Regions from separate parts of the Mus musculus genome. Here regions 1, 2, 4, 5 and 6 are each linked to region 3. The links are chromatin contacts, called in public Hi-C, HiChIP or PLAC-seq and promoter capture Hi-C maps. All regions are on one chromosome and are shown on one strand. The core of a region is the stretch at or near the end of the contact, and the rest is flanking DNA. Distances in the headings are between cores, read along the strand shown. Region 1 holds the start of Serinc2 (serine incorporator 2). Region 2 has its middle 23 kb from the start of Ldc1. Region 3 holds the start of Kpna6 (karyopherin (importin) alpha 6). Region 4 holds the start of Fndc5 (fibronectin type III domain containing 5). Region 5 holds the start of Pum1 (pumilio RNA-binding family member 1). Region 6 has its middle 15 kb from the start of Gm46724.

What was found. Hi-C and Micro-C count contacts between places; a contact is called where the count stands out from the background. HiChIP or PLAC-seq counts read pairs in DNA pulled down with a chosen protein or histone mark. Capture Hi-C pulls out chosen DNA fragments and counts their contacts.
Region 1: a Hi-C map of erythroblasts shows a contact between it and region 3, with 5 times the contacts expected there. The contact joins the promoter of Serinc2 here to the promoter of Kpna6 in region 3. A contact is called at or near these places in 2 of 39 promoter capture datasets (cranial neural crest and hippocampal neurons), 1 of 484 Hi-C or Micro-C datasets (erythroblasts), 3 of 115 datasets of contacts at active chromatin or transcription factors (embryonic hindbrain and embryonic stem cells) and 1 of 9 other capture datasets (embryonic stem cells).
Region 2: a contact with region 3 is called in an H3K4me3 HiChIP or PLAC-seq map of forebrain, with 3 times the contacts expected there. The contact joins the enhancer-like site here to the promoter of Kpna6 in region 3. A contact is called at or near these places in 1 of 39 promoter capture datasets (cranial neural crest) and 4 of 115 datasets of contacts at active chromatin or transcription factors (the NIH/3T3 cell line, embryonic midbrain, forebrain and 1 more).
Region 4: a promoter capture Hi-C map of liver shows a contact between it and region 3. The contact joins the promoter of Fndc5 here to the promoter of Kpna6 in region 3. A contact is called at or near these places in 1 of 115 datasets of contacts at active chromatin or transcription factors (microglia) and 2 of 9 other capture datasets (adipose tissue and liver).
Region 5: an H3K27ac HiChIP or PLAC-seq map of embryonic stem cells shows a contact between it and region 3, with 4 times the contacts expected there. The contact joins the promoter of Pum1 here to the promoter of Kpna6 in region 3. A contact is called at or near these places in 3 of 115 datasets of contacts at active chromatin or transcription factors (embryonic stem cells and extraembryonic endoderm stem cells).
Region 6: a contact with region 3 is called in a Hi-C map of embryonic stem cells, with 5 times the contacts expected there. The contact joins the enhancer-like site here to the promoter of Kpna6 in region 3. A contact is called at or near these places in 1 of 484 Hi-C or Micro-C datasets (embryonic stem cells) and 4 of 115 datasets of contacts at active chromatin or transcription factors (embryonic hindbrain, embryonic stem cells, forebrain and 1 more).

The regions. Positions count from the first base shown.
Region 1 is chr4:130,274,211-130,276,910 of GRCm38.p6, forward strand. Serinc2 (serine incorporator 2) reads right to left here and starts at 1,376. Exons shown (of 10, transcript NM_172702.3): 1 at 1,248-1,376. The coding sequence starts at 1,286. It overlaps Gm34957 (a long non-coding RNA gene), which reads left to right. Exons shown (of 2, transcript XR_376686.3): 1 at 1-1,724.
Region 2 is chr4:130,197,727-130,200,426 of GRCm38.p6, forward strand. No RefSeq gene overlaps it. Among named protein-coding and RNA genes, the nearest start is that of Ldc1, 23 kb to the right of the region's middle. Within about 2 kb of position 1,380, at least 54 of the 459 cell types and tissues checked have an H3K27ac peak or open chromatin away from gene starts, as enhancers often do. A contact at or near this core is called in forebrain, where this site is marked.
Region 3 is chr4:129,671,488-129,674,187 of GRCm38.p6, forward strand. It overlaps Kpna6 (karyopherin (importin) alpha 6), which reads right to left and starts at 1,280. Exons shown (of 14, transcript NM_008468.4): 1 at 1,190-1,280. The coding sequence starts at 1,193.
Region 4 is chr4:129,135,649-129,138,348 of GRCm38.p6, forward strand. It overlaps Fndc5 (fibronectin type III domain containing 5), which reads left to right and starts at 1,351. Exons shown (of 6, transcript NM_027402.4): 1 at 1,351-1,515. The coding sequence starts at 1,431.
Region 5 is chr4:130,662,044-130,664,743 of GRCm38.p6, forward strand. Pum1 (pumilio RNA-binding family member 1) reads left to right here and starts at 1,278. Exons shown (of 22, transcript NM_030722.3): 1 at 1,278-1,424.
Region 6 is chr4:130,250,277-130,252,976 of GRCm38.p6, forward strand. No RefSeq gene overlaps it. Among named protein-coding and RNA genes, the nearest start is that of Gm46724, 15 kb to the left of the region's middle. Within about 2 kb of position 1,300, at least 37 of the 459 cell types and tissues checked have an H3K27ac peak or open chromatin away from gene starts, as enhancers often do. A contact at or near this core is called in embryonic stem cells, where this site is marked.

The DNA of each region.
Region 1 (2,700 bases), core at 126-2,625, 600 kb after region 3:
CCCTCTCTCCCTCTACCCGTCTCTCCCTCTCCCCCCCCCCCCCACTTCAGTGGAAAGAGAGGCCCAAGAGAGGACAAGAGCTGTGTCCAGGGACCCACGCCACTGCCTCCCCAGACTGAGCTCACTCTCAGAAAATGGCTACAAAGAAAACCTCTAGATGCGCAGCTCTCTCCTGGGCACCCGCTCCTAACACGCACACAAATCAGGGACAAAGGATGCAAGTCCTGAACGAACCTTCCTACAGCAGCCAGCCGCGGGAGCCCTCTCCGCCCCTCTTTGTGTGGGGCCAGAAGGGGAGGGAGCTGTCTGAAAGAGCCTCAGATTTAATGAGGGGAAGAAGGAAAAGAAAGGGGGCTGGGGAAGTGGGGGCCTCCCGGCCGGTTATGGCCGGCCGGGTCCCCTCCCCTGTGCTGGTTGCTGCCCCAAAACAGAGCTGGCCTCCCGCCTGGTCCCCAACAGTGGCGACCAGGTGGACACACGCAACCTCCCTCAATTTCTGGATCTTTCCAAATCCAAAGTTTGGCACAGGTAGTCAGTGACAACCGACACCAACCTCGCTCAAGAGCGGGATGGGGGGGGGGGGGCTCCTGCCCACCCTTCTTACCCAACCCCCATCTCCTTTCCAGCTCGAGCTGGAGGGAAAGGGTCCAGCGCTTGCAGGGGGGGTGCCCTAGAGTGAGCGGGCCAGACTGCGCGCCGAAAGAGGATGCAGACGGAGCTGGTTACGACGACGTTCAGACAGACAGACAGTGCCCGAATCCTAGAGAAGTGAACGGGACAAACACAAAAGAACAGACTAAGCCAGGCGACAGGGGCAGACAGAATGACAGACGCTCTGCCAGAAAGACAGTAAGCTCAGCGGGGCCGGGACCCTACCAGTTACACAAAGAGTCCCGCGCCCTGGAGAGAGACGCGCCACGCAACCTGGGGGTGCTCTGAGCTGGGGAGCGCGCAATGGCCGCGGGGCTCCCCGCACCCGCTGCCGGCCTCAGTATCCCGGTTCTCGGAGTGACGGCGCCAAAGGCGCCCGGCCGCGCCCCACCCCTCCCCCGCGGTCACCCGAGCCGCGACACCAGCTGTCCAGCGCACCGCGGCCGAAGCGGAGCAGCTGGGGGATGAGGATAAGAAGGGCATCGGTGGGGCCTCTGAAAGGCAAGTTTGGAGGAAGCAAAAAGAAGAAAGTACTTGGAGGAAGAAGGTAGAGAAAAAGTGAGCGGGGCCGCGGCAGGGACGAGGTGGGCACTCACGCAGCTGAGCAGGGAGCAGGCCCCGAGACAGGCCCCCATGGCGGTGAGGGGCGCGGGGCTCGGGGCACCGGCCTCGGATCCCGGATCCGGTGGGACTCCAGGCGCTTGGCTGGCCCCACCCCAAACCCATCCCCGCCCCAGCCCCGCCCCACCTGCCGAAGCCGCTCGTCACTTTCCGGCGACGCTCGGGGCCTCCTAGGACTCACCTGGGACAGGTACTGGCGCCAGACATTTCCTAAAGAGGTTGAGATGGGGAAAGTCCAGCAACGACAGGGGCACAGCCCAACTCAACTCTGAGCTAGGATTGTCTGCTGAACCAAAGCGAGGATTTGGAAATACATCTGGATTTGAACTTCATAGGAGCCATTGTGTGACCGACCCCAAATACTGTCATTGTTAGAGGAAGTAAGAGGTGGTCTTCCCTGATGCCCTTGGATCTTGGCGGAAAACCTCGGCCCAATCTATGGGTGCTCAATGGTAAATTACTAGGCAAGGGGGTGGGGGGATGGTAATGTAGCTGAGTCGGTAGAGTGTTTCCAGAGAATTCATGAAGTCCTAGGTTTGATCCACATAAAACTGGGCATGGTGGCTCTCGCCTGTAACCCAGCACTCAGGAGGCAGGAATCACAAATTCAAAATTATCTTTGGCTGCATAGCCAGATCTAGGTCAGCCTGGGTTACATGGGATCCTGCCTACGGAAAGAAAGAAGAGAAGGACAGACAGAGGGAGGATAAGGGAGGCTACTTTGCTTCTCTGAGTCTCAGTTTCCCCTATTGAAACTAAAGGTGCTAACCTCATGGGGCTGTTAGAACACACAGCAACTGCTCCATGAATAAAAGCCTGTGTCATTCCCATCCCTGTTAAGGCCCCAGATTCGTACTTGTTTAGACCCTCTCCTCTCCATCCACCTTGTCTTCAAACTCTGGACCTGTCTTGGATCACACACACACACACACACACACACACACACACACACACACGAGAGAGAGAGAGAGAGAGAGAGAGAGAGAGAGAGAGAGAGAGAGAAACACAGATAGATATACAGAGAGAGAGAGACAAATACACACACACACACACACACACACACACACTGCTCAGCACTCCACACACACACATATACACATAAGAGAGACAGACAGACAGACAGAGATACACACAGGCACACACACTCACTGCTCAGCACTGCACACAGAGAGACAGAGACAGAGGCAGATAGACATACACACAGAAAGAGACACATACACACAGAGAGAGACACATACAGAGACACACACACACACACTCTGTTCAGCACTCCTCACTCCCTATCTGTGTACAGCCATGACCTCCTAGCTAAGGAGGTCACTGGGTGAGAGGGCATCCTGGCAGGTCATCCCCAGGATCGGGTGTGAGGCGCAGCAGCAGAGTTCTGTAATTATGGTAGCTCACCCCAGCCTTCTCCCCCACCAACTC
Region 2 (2,700 bases), core at 130-2,629, 530 kb after region 3:
CACCCCTTACTCCCCCACCCCCTAGTCCCTCACCTCTGACAAAGTAAACAAATAAATATAAATTAATGTTTAAAATTTTTAAATTTCACTGTAGAGTTTAAGTATTTTACTTTTTAAAGCTTGATTTTTTATTTATGTGTATGAGTGTGTGTGTGTGTGTGTGTGTGTGTGTGTGTGTACTACCTGCATAGGGATGCCAGCAGAGGTCAGAATAGGATGTTCCTGGAGTAGAAGTTATAGGGAGACTTGTAAGTCACCTGATGTGGGCTCTGGGATCTGAATTCAGGTCCCTGCAAGAGCAACATAGGGTCTTAACTGCTGAGTCACCTGTCCAGTCCTTGGATTTTGTTTTAAGGAGAACCTTCCAGACTACTTATTAAACACGCAGACTCCTGGTCTCACCTCCCAGAGATGATCCAGTGGGTCTGAATGAAGATCAGCTTTAAGCAACTAAGATGTTTGACGACAACAATAGCGTCTAACTTTGGGGGAAGTTATATAAGAATTTCAGGTATTTCCCTCTTTTTACAAAGCTCCCATTGCTGTGTGGATGCCGTGTATATGCCGGTAACCCCAACAGTCAGGAGACTGAGGCAGGAGGCTAATGAGTTCCACGTCTCCTCTTTGACCTCCTAGGTCAGCCCAGACCTGTCAGCCTCTCTGGTCAGTGCTTCTGGGCCAGCCTCCTCCCCAGCCTATGAGCTGTCTTCTGTATCCTCTGATTCCATCTGTGCGTCACCTTCTCGGGCACTCCCTGAATTCCCTTCGTCATCCAGCACGTTCTATCATTCTCTAGTTTATCTCCTTATCTACTTCCTGTCTCCCTCCACTCCCACAAGGATGCCCTTGCAAAAGAGCTGTGATCTCTCTTGTTCCCTTCCTGACTAACCCTGGGGCCCACGGCAATGTGGCAAAGAGTAAGTGCTCAGTAAGCATTATGAATGAATGAAGTAGGCAAGGACAAATGACTACTGAGAATCGTCTCTCTAGACTATTAGCGCCTCAGAAGGTGTGGGGTGGGGTTGCAAAAGAAAAAGAGGAAAGGGGGGTGGTGCTGCAATGGATCAACGTGTCTTGCCACCAATTCTGGTTTCAGGATTTCGATCCCCACAACTCCACAAAGGTTGGAAGAGAAGGGAACCAACTCTTGGAAGTTATCCTTTGGTTGCCACGTGGTCATCGTGGCAAGAGTGTGTCCCCTGGAAACACACTCACACACATACAAAATAAACGAAGGTTTAAAGGGGCGGGGACGGGTGAGAGGCGGGGATGGTGGTGGTGGAGACTCATTTGGCCTTTGATAACTGGAGTTCAGAAACCCAATGGGAGCTCAACCCAGGCGCAATGCCGATCACGGCCAGTAGGTGGTAGAAAGGCACCGTGGCTGAAGCATAGACTAAGCAGGGCACCTAGCACCTGGGTTGATCCTGAGCCATGTTTGCTGTGCTCAGACCTCGCTGAAGAGTGGGACCCACCGAGGACGGTAGACTTTAATCCCTGGCTTTCGTACTGGCGAGGGGACCCAGGGAAAGCTGCTTCTACATGTGGGTAGGAAAAAGTCCCGAGGACTTCCGGGGTCGTGGGTGGAGTCGGGATCTGCAGAGATCCCGGGCCACCTCAAGTGTCAGGCATCTCCCAGTCTTTGTACCTCCATCAACCTCCACCCACTCTGTACCTGTGCCCACGGCAGGACACGGATGAGGACAAACCGACAGCTCTCTGACTCCAGCTGTCCTTGCACAACCCGCAGCGGTGCGCAGGCGAATCCTCTCCCAGCCTTGTTCTGGCTGTGTGCCTGCTCCCTTCTGGGAACAAGAAGCTCCTCCTGCCCTCTTCTCTTCGTGATGGCCTTGGTACTTGAATCACTGGGAAGCGAATCTGAGGAAAATTCAGCCTGCTGGCTCCAGTGCTCTACACAGGCTTCGATGCATCACTCGCCCTCCACCCTGCCCTGCTTGGCTTGAGGGCTAACCCGCTTCCCGCCTGGCTTCTAAGCCTTCTTTCTCTTCCTTGACGGATTTTGCTCTTGGAATTCAGAGCATGATTTCTCACCCTAAAATGAACCCTCCCTCTTCCTTTGGTCCCCGTCTTCCTGCAGCCTTCCCTTCCGTTTCTGCTACAGTACATCTCCCTGAGGAGCTGTCCGTGCTGGGCTCCCTCACACTCCTTGGACCCCAGAAGCCCATCAGTGGCCTCCGCCTCATCTTGTTTTTTCCCTCACCTCATCTCGTTTCTTTCATCAGCAGCCTTGGATACAGCCGAGCATCCTTTTCTTCTTTTTCTACTGCTGATGTCCTTGACCCAGAACTGTGGAGGCCACCCAATATTGTCCCCTCTCGTTCTCTCATCTTGACCTCTCCTTAGAAACTGGTTCTTGTAGGGTGTAGGGCCCTCCAAACTTGTTGAAGCAGAGCCTTGATTTCCACCCACCCAACCCCCATTCCCCACCCTAGCCATGAAAGGGCAGCCCTGGCCCTAAACCTTGAAGTCCGATTTTGTTGTTGTTGTTGTTGTTTTGTTTTGTTTTTCGAGATAGGGTTTCTCTTGTATAGCCCTGGCTGTCCTGGAACTCACTTTGTAGACCAGGCTGGCCTCGAACTCAGAAATCCGCCTGCCTCTGCCTTTGCTGGGATTAAAGGCTTGCACCACCATGCCCGGCTTGAAGTCCGATTTTACTTCCTCTTATACCCATCTGTCGGG
Region 3 (2,700 bases), core at 30-2,529:
GCACTACTCTTTACAATAGGCGGAGGTCAGCAATTCACTCTAAACTTTTCCACTTTCATTCAGACTAAAGATTTCAAACTGGACCCATATCAAAACACAACTTCCCAACTTTACGCAGGGTTAAAACTGTCCCCCCTCTCTCTCATCCCACCACTAGAGGGCCAGCCCATAAAAGGCACCAGTTAATTCCTAGGGCTCTGGAGTGATCACCCTGGTTTAATCACCGCGTGACCTTGGATAAGTTACTTTACCACTCTAAGCCTCAGTTTCCCCATCTGCAAAACAGGAATAACAGCAGCACCTATCCCACTAGATTGCAATTAGGTTAAACAAGACACGTTAAGCACTGACAATAACGTCTGCACGTACAGATTGGCAAATTTAAAGTTTTTCACTTTACTGATGCCAACAAATTACCAATACTGGTTTCACTTCTGAATTCGAAGACCATCATCGTATTCTTTTGAGCAACGGCTTTCGTATCCGGAATGCTCTTTAAAAAAGATCAACAGGTCTCTCTTTTTCTCCTAACCAGAGTTGGCCCAGAAACAGTAAGTCCCTGACCTGTCTGTGCCAAGAAGTCTTGGCTTTGGTCTCTCTACCACTGCGAAGGCTGTCACTGAGTCTAGCCGAACCACCCCATTCCTGCGCCGACTGGGACATTTTCCTGGCCTTCAAAGGCCCAAGCTCTGCTGGACCCGGCCGGCCCTTGGTTACCGGGCCGGAGCTGGCCTGCCCTGGGTCTCCTCTCCAGAGGACTCTACCCTCTACGTAGGCAGCTAGGACTTCACTTGGTTCAGAAGCCCGGCGTCCAAAAGCCCGAGGAAGCAGGCTCTCCGCGGCCAGGCCTGCTGCTGGAGCCCGGAGCCCGGCCCCCGGATCCACGGCAGGCGCAGGGCGAGAGGGCAGGGCTCTGCTTACCCCGGGAAGCGCGAGCTCTGACCCGAGGCCACCACGTGGGGACAGCCCAGGACGCTAGCAGTGCGGAACAAGCCCCCAGGGCTGCTCCCCGTGCGGGCGGCCCTACGCCAGCCCTAAACTGGCCCGAGGGGCGCTCCCGATCTGCCTTCTCCTCCCATGCCTCTCTGGATGCTTCCGACATCTGCTTCGGACGAGAGACAGGCCCTCGCCAGACCCCGCTCCCCGACACCTCGGCCCGAACACCCATCTCCTGAGCCGCTTCACTCACCCATCGCGGCTCCGCTCGCTCGGACTTGGCGGCGGCCGCAGCGGTAGCTTCAGCGGTAGCCTCGGCAGACAATATGGCGGACCTGCAGGACGGCGGCCTGACGGGGACAAACGTTTTATACCGTGCTAAAACGCGTTCTTAACCCTCACGCCCCCTTCCCTCCAAGGGATATCAGGATAGGGGCGGGCTTAAAGAGAACGCAGCCACTAAAGATGGCAATTAGGGATGGAATAGACAGCCGAGGCTGGAGGGAGACTAGAAGGAATATGTACAAAACAAAGTGTGTCAAACTCTCTGCCTCTGCTTCTGTCTCCCAAGTGCTGGAATTAAAGGCGTGCGCCACCACCGCCCGGTTGCCACAAGCACTTTAAACCACTGGGCCATCTCTCTGGTCCTTGCTGTCTGTGGTTTTAAAGGCAGAAGGGGCAGAACGATTGGACCTGGAGATCCAATCTCTTTCTGTTTTTATTTCTTCTTTATGGCGAGACCTTCTTTCCCAAAAATTCTTCATAATTAAGCCTGTATAGACCCTGAACTAAATAATTATTTTGAGAGAGGAAGTGATTCGTTCAAGGCTCCGGAGATAAGGAAAAGGAGTGGAGATTAAGCTGGGGTTTGAATATTGTTTTTGTTCATTTGAGACAGGATCTTTACTATGTATCTCTGGCTGGCCTGGACCTTTATAAATCAGAAAGACTTCAAACTCACAGCGATCCACCTATCTGCCTCCCAAGTGCTGAGGTAAAAGGCTCCCAGACCAGTTGTTTGTTTACGGGAGGCAGGGTTTCAGATATCCTAGACTTGAACTCTAGATTCTCCTTCTTCCACCTCCCCTCTGCTGAGGTTACAGGTGTGCGCTATCACACTAGAGGGAGTTTGTTTCTCCAGCAAAAGGGTGTGGTGGGGTAGGGGCAGAGCCCAGTAACCTTTTAATGACAGGGTCAGTTCTATATTGCTGACTAGTATGACCACCACCTTCCAGTGTCTGACTTATAGCTATTGAATGAATAAATGAACAAATAAACAAGCAAACAAATAAATAACAGGTCAATGAGCTCCCTTTTTTAGTGATGAGGACCTTGAAGCACGTGCCTTTTGAATCAAGGAATTTGGGGCTGATGCTTATTAACCTCCTTATTTTGCATGATAGCATTCCAGTCTTCCACATCAACACACAGAGCCGGGGTTACGTCCAATCTTGCCAATTCTAACCAAATGCCTGGCCGATAAAGTGAAACAACTCAAAAGTCAAATTCTATGACTTGAGGAAAAGGAATACTGTTATCACAATAATCAACCTCCTTATCTCACTTATCTCCAAAATCGTTCTGCCCCATCTGTCTTTAAAACCAGAGACAGCGGGGCTGGTGAGATGGCTCAGGGGGTAAGAGCACTAACTACTCTTCAAGAGGTCCTGAGTTCAAATCCCAGCAACCACATGGTGGCTCACAACCATCCGTAGTAACATATGATGCTCTCTTCTGGTGTCTAAAGCTACAATGTACTTACAT
Region 4 (2,700 bases), core at 101-2,600, 540 kb before region 3:
CTCTGTGATTCAGTTTCTTCTTCATCTAAAGTCTAGGGATAGGATGGAAGATCTTAGAGGCTTCTGTGAGATGCCTCTCTGGTCTAACCTCACTCCTTAACCTTGGCTCTCTGACTGCGACTCCAGCCCAAGAAAGTAAGAGGCTGAGGCTGGGGAGCCTTCTGCTGTCCTATAGGGATTCTCCTTAGGGCAGGACAGTAAATGTGGGGTGGAGGCTCCTCTCTGCCTCTAAGGCCATCAAAGGAGTAGCCAGAAGGGTGTGTGAGGACAGGCTGGCACCTGGCTGTTCCCAAGGTGATGGAAAAAAAGGGTTATCAACGTGTGCTAATTAGCTGGAGCTATCTGCCACATCTTCCAGCCCCTACCACTTTAGAGCCATTAGCTAAATCACTGCTCAGTCAGGTCAGAATGGATATAGTGGTCCCGAGAGCGTCCAGAAACCACAGCCCTCTGATCTTGGAGAAACACGGTTCCAGATTGTTCTTTTAATAATCTAGAATGTGCCAGTTTTAGAGAGAGAGAGAGATTCTAGATGCTGGAGTGTTGAAGTCACTCTGGGTGAGGAGTGTGTGAAGTTGAGCCCACCTTGGATTCAAATCCTGCCCGTGGTGGGTCCTTGGACAAAACAAGTTACCAAACTGCAGTATCCACCTACATGAGACGCCCCGCAGCAGAGTGGACCTGAAGGGGCTGCAGAGAGAACCAAGTCCCAAACCCAGCCAAGGCCTACAGAGTGTCTGCGCCTGACAGATATTCGCAGTGCTCTCGAGGGGATTAAAAATAGGCACAAGAAAAAGAAAGGACTGGTCTGAGGTCTCAGCTAGACCTCCAGGGAGTCAGAGGAGAGCCTCTTCGGCCCCAGTACACACATTCCCCAGAGTACCGAGTCTGTACCCCCCTTACACTCTACAGCTCGTGTGTGTGTGTGTGTGTGTGTGTGTGTGCCTGGGGTGTGGGCTGGAGTGAGAGATGGGGTACAGATGGGCATCTCCCAAGCACTTGCCCTCCCTCTTCCCTAAGGAAGAGCGGGACCGGGGCCAGGTCAGGGTTAAGGCTGGGACTGACCGCGGCACGGTGCTACGGGTCCTGCATCGGTCAGAGAGCGTGAGCCGCGGGGTCCCCAAAGCCCCTGGCTTCCCGGGAGCCCACAGAGTGAAGAGCGGGGACAGGAGTGGGGGCGCCCTCGGTCCTCACCCCGCCCCCGCCCTCTCCCCGCAGCGGGGGCGCCCCGCCCCCCAGGCGCCCGACGTGGACGCGGCCGCTGCCGCCGCCGCCGCCACCACCGCCGCCGCCACCACCGCCGCCGCCGCGCGGGAGTCGCTGTCCGCGGAGCCGATATGCAGGCGGCGCGGGGCGGCGCGGGGCGGCCGGGCCGGGAGGGCCGCGGGCTGGAGCGTGAGTGCGAGCGGTCACCGGGCCCAGGAGTCGCCATGCCCCCAGGGCCGTGCGCCTGGCCGCCCCGCGCCGCGCTCCGCCTGTGGCTAGGCTGCGTCTGCTTCGCGCTGGTGCAGGCGGGTAAGGGGGCCTGGGGAGGGGGACGAGGGAGGGAACAGCTTCCCCTCCCACGCCGCCACCGGGAAGTCCTCGGTTCCCTTCCTGCTCCCTGAGGACCTCCTGTGTCACCTGGTCCCTACTCTCCTAACCTGACCCTAGCGCCTCCGAACCTTCTTGACCCCTAAACCCGTCCTTCAGCTTCCAAACCTCTGCCAGTCACCTCAGCCCTGAGTTTTTAAAGCTCTTGCGGCTCCTGGTCCCTTCAGGTCATCCCCTAACCCTGAGTCTTTGCCTCAGCCACCTTTTCTGGCCCTGAGAGCAGCTGAGGACACTAGTGCCCCACCTTGGGCCTCCCTCTGTATCCCCAAAGATCTCTCAGGGACCCATAGGCAGCTAGCTGCGCAGGAACGACTATGAAGAGAACTGTAACCTGAGGTTGAAGGGTGTTTGCGGGGACCGTGGGCGGGGGCGGGGGGCGCAAACCCTGCTGCAGTTAGTGTCTGGCCCACCCCATGGGGCTCTGCCTCCCTAGATCACCCCAATCCTGTCCCTCCTGGCAGCTGTTGCTGCCTCCCTCTCTTTCTCGCCCTGCTTCTGTCTCCTTGCCTGTCTCCAATGTTCCACTTGTCTGCTCTCTGGTTCTGTGACCTCAGCCACCTGTCTGTGTCCTTCTGTCCCTTTCCATCTGAATGTCTGGCATAATCCTGAAGCCTTGAGTCCACTTGTCTGAGGGGTATGGGGCTACTGCTCAGGGCCAGGGCTTCTAATCACAGCCCCTGCCCTCTTGCATGATATAACCCCGTGTGACTCTACTCCCCTCTCCTGGAAGGTCCTTTCTGCCCTGCTCCTCTACTGCTCTCCCACTTATCTCTGACGTTTTCCCCATTCACCATCTTCCTTCACCCAGAAGGCCTTGCGCTATCTTGGTGTCTCTCCACCAAGGGACCCTGTTCTGAATGTCCCCTCTTCTCTAACTTCCTCTATTCCTCGCACGTGAGGACCCACAGAGTATGGAGAGGCTCACATAGACCCTTCCCCTTAGGCGCCCTCTGCCCAGCTTACCATGTGAGGTTGCCCCTCAGCTCCATGCCAGGGCTCAGCCCCTCCTGGCTCTTCATCTCAGGGTCTGTCTCCTTCCCTCAAGGTCACTCACTTGACAACATGAGGCTATAGAAAGTGCAATGGACTAGGAGTCCTTGTGGCTGC
Region 5 (2,700 bases), core at 28-2,527, 990 kb after region 3:
GTATGTTCTTGAGTTTGAATATCGAGACCTGGTGGGGGGGGATGTAGCTCAGTTGTTTGGTAGGGTGTTGCCTGGCATATGTGAAGTCCTACATTTGGTATGTCTGTAGTAACAGAAGGAAGGTATGGAAGTAGGCTCAGGGGGTCAAGGTAATCCTTAGCTACACAGTGAGTTTGAGGGCAGCCTGGCTCTATGACACCCTATCTCAAAAACAGAAATAAAAAAAAAAGCGAGGTGGTGGTGGCATAGGCTGTTAATCCCAATACTCAGGAGGCAGAGGTGGGGATATCTCTGTGAGTTCTGAGGCCAGCCTGGTTTACAATGGGAGTTCCAGAACAGCCAGGGCTACACAGAGAAACTCTGTCTTGAAAAATCAAAAAGAATTTAAAAAGCCTAAAAAACCTAAAAAAAAAAAAAAAAAAAAAAAAAAAAATTGAACGGTTCTTGAAGGCAGAGACAGGTGGATTTCAGTAGGTTAGAGAGCAGCCCAGCCAGAGCTACAACAAAAGACCCTGTCACAATAAAAACCAAACCAGGGCTGGAGAGAGGGCTCATTGGTTAAGAGCACTGACTGCTCTTCCAGAGGTACTGAGTTCAATTCCCAGCAACCACATGGTGGCTTACAACCATCTGTAATGGGATCTGACACCCTCTTCTGGTATGTCTGAAGGTAGGACAGTGTAATCACATACAAATGCATCTTTAAACCAACCAACCAATCAACTGAAATGGAGTGCTTGCAAACACCTCTGGCTTCTAGTTCTCAGCTTAATTTGCTTAGTTTCCATCTTGATATTTCTAATGACCTTTGAACAAGGGTCCTGCCATTGTCATTGCGCTCCAGATCCTGCAAATTAGGTTGAGGTCCTGCCCTCCATCAGCATGGTCGTTCTGTTGCTCTTTTCTTTTGTATGTTACACTGGGGAAACGAGGCAGGAAAAGATGCAAAAAGGCCAGGAGCCAGAGGGCTAGAAGGGGTTCGAACCCAGACACTGGCCAGGCTGTGCCAAGGTTCAGGCACAGCCCCAGGTTGGCGTCCCCTCCCCCCCACGGCAGCCCGGGCACTCCGTGCGCGCTCCCGTGCCTCCCACCCCGCTCCCTCCGCGGCGGCGGCGCGCGCTCGCCCCAGCGGGCGGGCACAGCGGTTGTGTGGCCTGCGAGTTTCCCCGAGTTCACACAGGCCCTGCCGTTGGCATGGCAACCGGGCAACCTGTTCCAGAGCCGCCCGCCCGCCCGCCCGCTCCGCACACGCCGCTGCCACCGCCGGAGCTGGGGCCGGCGCCGGCGCCGCTCCCATGATGCACCGCGTCAGCCCAGTCCCCAGTGGGCCGCCATGTTGTCGGAGTGAAAGGTAAGGGGGAGCGAGAGCGCCGGCGAGCGAAGATCGGGGGGCCGGAATCCATCTTCATCCTACCGCTCCGCCCGTGAGTATCCGCGCCCCGGTGGCCCCAAACCGTGCTCCGAACCCCCAGCGAGCCGATGCGCCTCTCGTATTGGCGTTTGGCAGCGGTTGGCGGGGCGAGAAAGGGCTTAGAGACGCCGCCGGGCCTGGCGGAGGCACCGCGCTCGCTCCGCTCGTACGTGTTTGGGAGGCGGCAGCGAGGCCCTATTGTTATCCGCGAGGAGGGGGTGGGGAGCGGGCCGCGGCCGGGGCCCGGCTCGCCCGCGGCTGCCGGCGGCTCCGTGCCTCCGTTCGGCCCTGCCGGGAGTCCCTAGAGGTTGGTGTTGCCGTTCGGCTCGGCTTCTTTTTTTTTTTTTTTCCTTCCTCCCCTGCATTTATTTATTTATTTTTTGGATGGATCTGAGCAGCCCCAGGTCCTCTCTTGTGGCCGCGGAGTGGAGATTCTGTGGTCCCGCGGGCTCCTTGGACTTGGCTGGAGCTTCCGTGGCAGCGCCGAGGGAGGAACAATACAAGGCTTTAGAAAGCGGGCGGTGGGCCACGGTCCTCGGGCGAGCCCCCCATGGTGGTGGGGGAGTGGGCGATCTTGCAAGCCTTGAAATATGGAGAGGTGACCATCAGGAAGTTTCGGATCGCTTTTTAAGCGCCTGGGTTCCTTGTGGCCTTTTGTTTCTGTGAGAGCTTGTGTGTGTTTTCCTCCCCCTTGAGGAGGGGGTGTTCTTCCTCTCTGATCCTCCCTGTGTTGGTGTGCTTCCCTCTCCAAGGGGCTTTCAGCAGGTAGTAGGACAAACATGTAGATAGCTACACAGTGCTACAGTTTCGGTCCTCACGAACGCGGTGGGTAAACATGGGTCATTTGTTTGACTCGTCAGTACCACTCCCACGTTAAGGGAGGAACACTCCAGTAACTTTTCTCCAGTGAAGCTCACCCCTCTTCCCAAGAGCTCCCCTCCCACATCGCGAGGAACTCCCACATAGATGACCAGAGAAGGCTTTATCCCCACCATAACTTTGAAGGATTGTTCGTTTTCATTGTGCAAATTACGATAACGCTTCGTTACACTTGATCATTTTGCTCACCCCATTAATTACTGGGATTATTAAGATGATTTATGAGGGCTTTTGGGCGTTCAGTTTTTAAAGCCAGTTACTTCTGAAGGTAGGATTGTAGCTTGAGCTGTTTGCTTTGGTGTAAAAGTTACTAATGTGGCTCTCCTTTTAAGATAAGCAGCTTCCTTCAGGGTTTTTAGTAAACCATTTTGACCCTTTGCTCATTGTAACTTTGTAAAACACTAGGGGCT
Region 6 (2,700 bases), core at 50-2,549, 580 kb after region 3:
CTATCTATCTCTGTCTCTCTCTATTTCTGTGTGTGTGTCTCTTTGCCTGTCTGTCTGCCTGTCTCTGTCTCTGTGTGTCTCTGTCTCTCTCTCTCTCTGTCTGTCTGTCTCTGTGTGTCTGTGTGTCTGTCTCTGTGTGTATGTGTCTGTCTGTCTCTCTGTCTCTGTCTGTCTGTCTGTTTGTCTATCTTCTCTTCAGCTGCTGCTCGAGGGTCAGAAAGTAAAGCTCTCAGCTTCTGCTCCAGTGCCACACCTGCCTGCTTCCTGCCGTGATCCCCCCAAACTCCGGAACCTTCTAAACCTATACAAACCCTCGGCTAGATGCTTTCTTTTGTAAGCCTTGGCCATGCTGTCTCCTCACAGCAGCAGAACAGTAACTAAGACAGTTAGCCACGCATTCAGCTGCACTGCTGTCCCATTAGGCACAGTAATGGGACTCAGATATACTGGGGTTGGCTTTCCCCATCTCAGTGACATCCGGACCAGGCATAGCAGAGCTCCCACAGACATCAGGGACCCAAACTCTTCCATGTCTCCTAGGCAGATTTCCATCCACGGGTTTGTTGTTCTAATCATCCCAAGAAGGTTGCTGTAGCTCCACACACTGCTTTGAGTTAAAAGGCAGAGCAGGACCTTATAACAGAAAGGCAAACACAGTCAGCATTTTCTCCTATATCCGATTAGCTCAGAGAGGCTGCAAAGTGGCCAGGCAGCAAAGGGAGAAGGGGCTGATACAGTTAGGGTTTCCATTGCTGTGAAGACACACCACGGCCAAGGCAACTCATAAAGAAAAACATTTAATTGGGGCTGGCTTACGTTTTCAGAGGTTCAGTCCATTATTGGACAGCTAGGAGGGGGGCCTCATTGCCCACCCCCACAATGATACACTTCCTCCAATAAGGCCACACCCACCCCAACAAGGCCACACCTCCTCCAACAAGGCCACACCTCCTAATAGTGCCACTTCCTGGGCTGAGCATATTCAAACTACCACAAGGGCCGAGACTGTCTGCTGTGTAAGTACTGAGTGCAAAGCACTTTATGGCTTACAAGAAAGCTACTGTGGCCGCGGTCATGAAAAATCCAGGTGAGGTCCCGAGAGGGTAATAACACACAATGACACATCAAGGCAGACAGAACTAGCCAAGCCCAGAGCACTCCAAGCACTGTCTGTTTCAGATGTCATCGACCAGCTTTGCATTCACCCTGCCCCCCAACCCCCTTGTCACTCTGCAACCTAAACTGCAGGTGGGGCTGAAGGACAGTGGCCTGGGGACAGGACGTTGTAGTTCCTCAGACTCAAGGACAGCTCTTTTCTCAGTCCCAGTGCAGTAAGGAAGCACACCCTATCAGGGGCTTGCAGGCAACAGAGCTTCTCTTCCCAAAGAGGGGAAGTGACCAGAAAGGGATAGTGACAGGTCTACGAGGAAGAGAGGGTATGTGTGGTGGGAAGGAAGAACTGAGGAGCCAGGAACAGATGGGAGGGTGGGTGAAAGTCAGGTCACTGGGTAGCAGGAGAGGGGACAGCTAAACAGGTTCCCTGTGGGTGGAAGTCAGGTCACTGGGTAGCGGGAGAGGGGACAGCTAAACAGGTTCCCTGCCCTGGTGGGTGGTGACAACCCTACCTCTAGGCTAATGAGTGTGACACCAAGGAGACAAGGGGAAAGTCCTTCACCTACTTAGAATAGTGGCTCTTTGCTCTGCCCCTCCCCCATACCACCAGCAAGGCCCGGCCCAGCCCCTGGCACGTGGTGAGTGCATTGCTGACTGAATGATCTGAGACTGTAACAAGCTTACAACCACAACCACTTTTTCTTTTTTTGGGGGGTGTTGTTGAGGGAAGGTTTTTTGTTTTTTTGTTTTTTTGTTTTCTTTTTGTTTTTGTTTTGGGTTTCTCTGTGTAACCCTGGCTGTCCTGGAACTCAGTTTATAAACCTACCTCTGCCTCCCGGACAAGTGGTGAGATTAAAGCTGTGCACCACCACATCTGGCAAATCAACCACCTCTACAAATACACAGGCCACGAGGACACCCTGGGCATTTCTTTTCTCCTGAAGGAGAAACAAGGAAAGAATAGCAATGCATGGTGCTCTGACAACCTCACTCAGAGGATCTCGGGGGGCGGGGGTTGGGGGGGCAGGGGGCGGGGCAAGCACATCCTCCAGACCCATCCCTAGTGAGAGCCTTCCTCAGCTTCACGAAGTCCAGCCTTTATGCGCCCCACCTCACCCAGGGAAATCTGTCTAAAATACTATGTGACTCTACCACTCAGCTGTAGTCATGGGGAACATCCCAGCATCAGCTCACAGCTTTAGGCCTTCTGCCAGCTCAGTACCCCAGTAGTTCCCCTCTGTCTAGTCTCCCCACATCCCCTGAGGGAGACTGTACCATCCCGCCCACACCTATCTCCTTGATTTCCTCTGACCCCGCATGCTGTCTGCACTCCAGTTTGTACTTGCCCTTGAGCTCCTCTTCCATGGCCTTGTGTACCTCAGCAAATGTCCTCTCAGCCCAACGCTTCCTGCTCTGTTTTCAGGGTGTCTATTTGAATCCCTATACTCCCCGAAACCCTGGTGGTACCTAGGAGATGGTTGTGTCCTGGGCAAGACTATAGAAGCACCCAAACAGACTTTCAGGCCACACCCACACAAGGCCACACCCACAAGTGGGCGGGATGCCTGGCCTGCACTGGAGTGATAG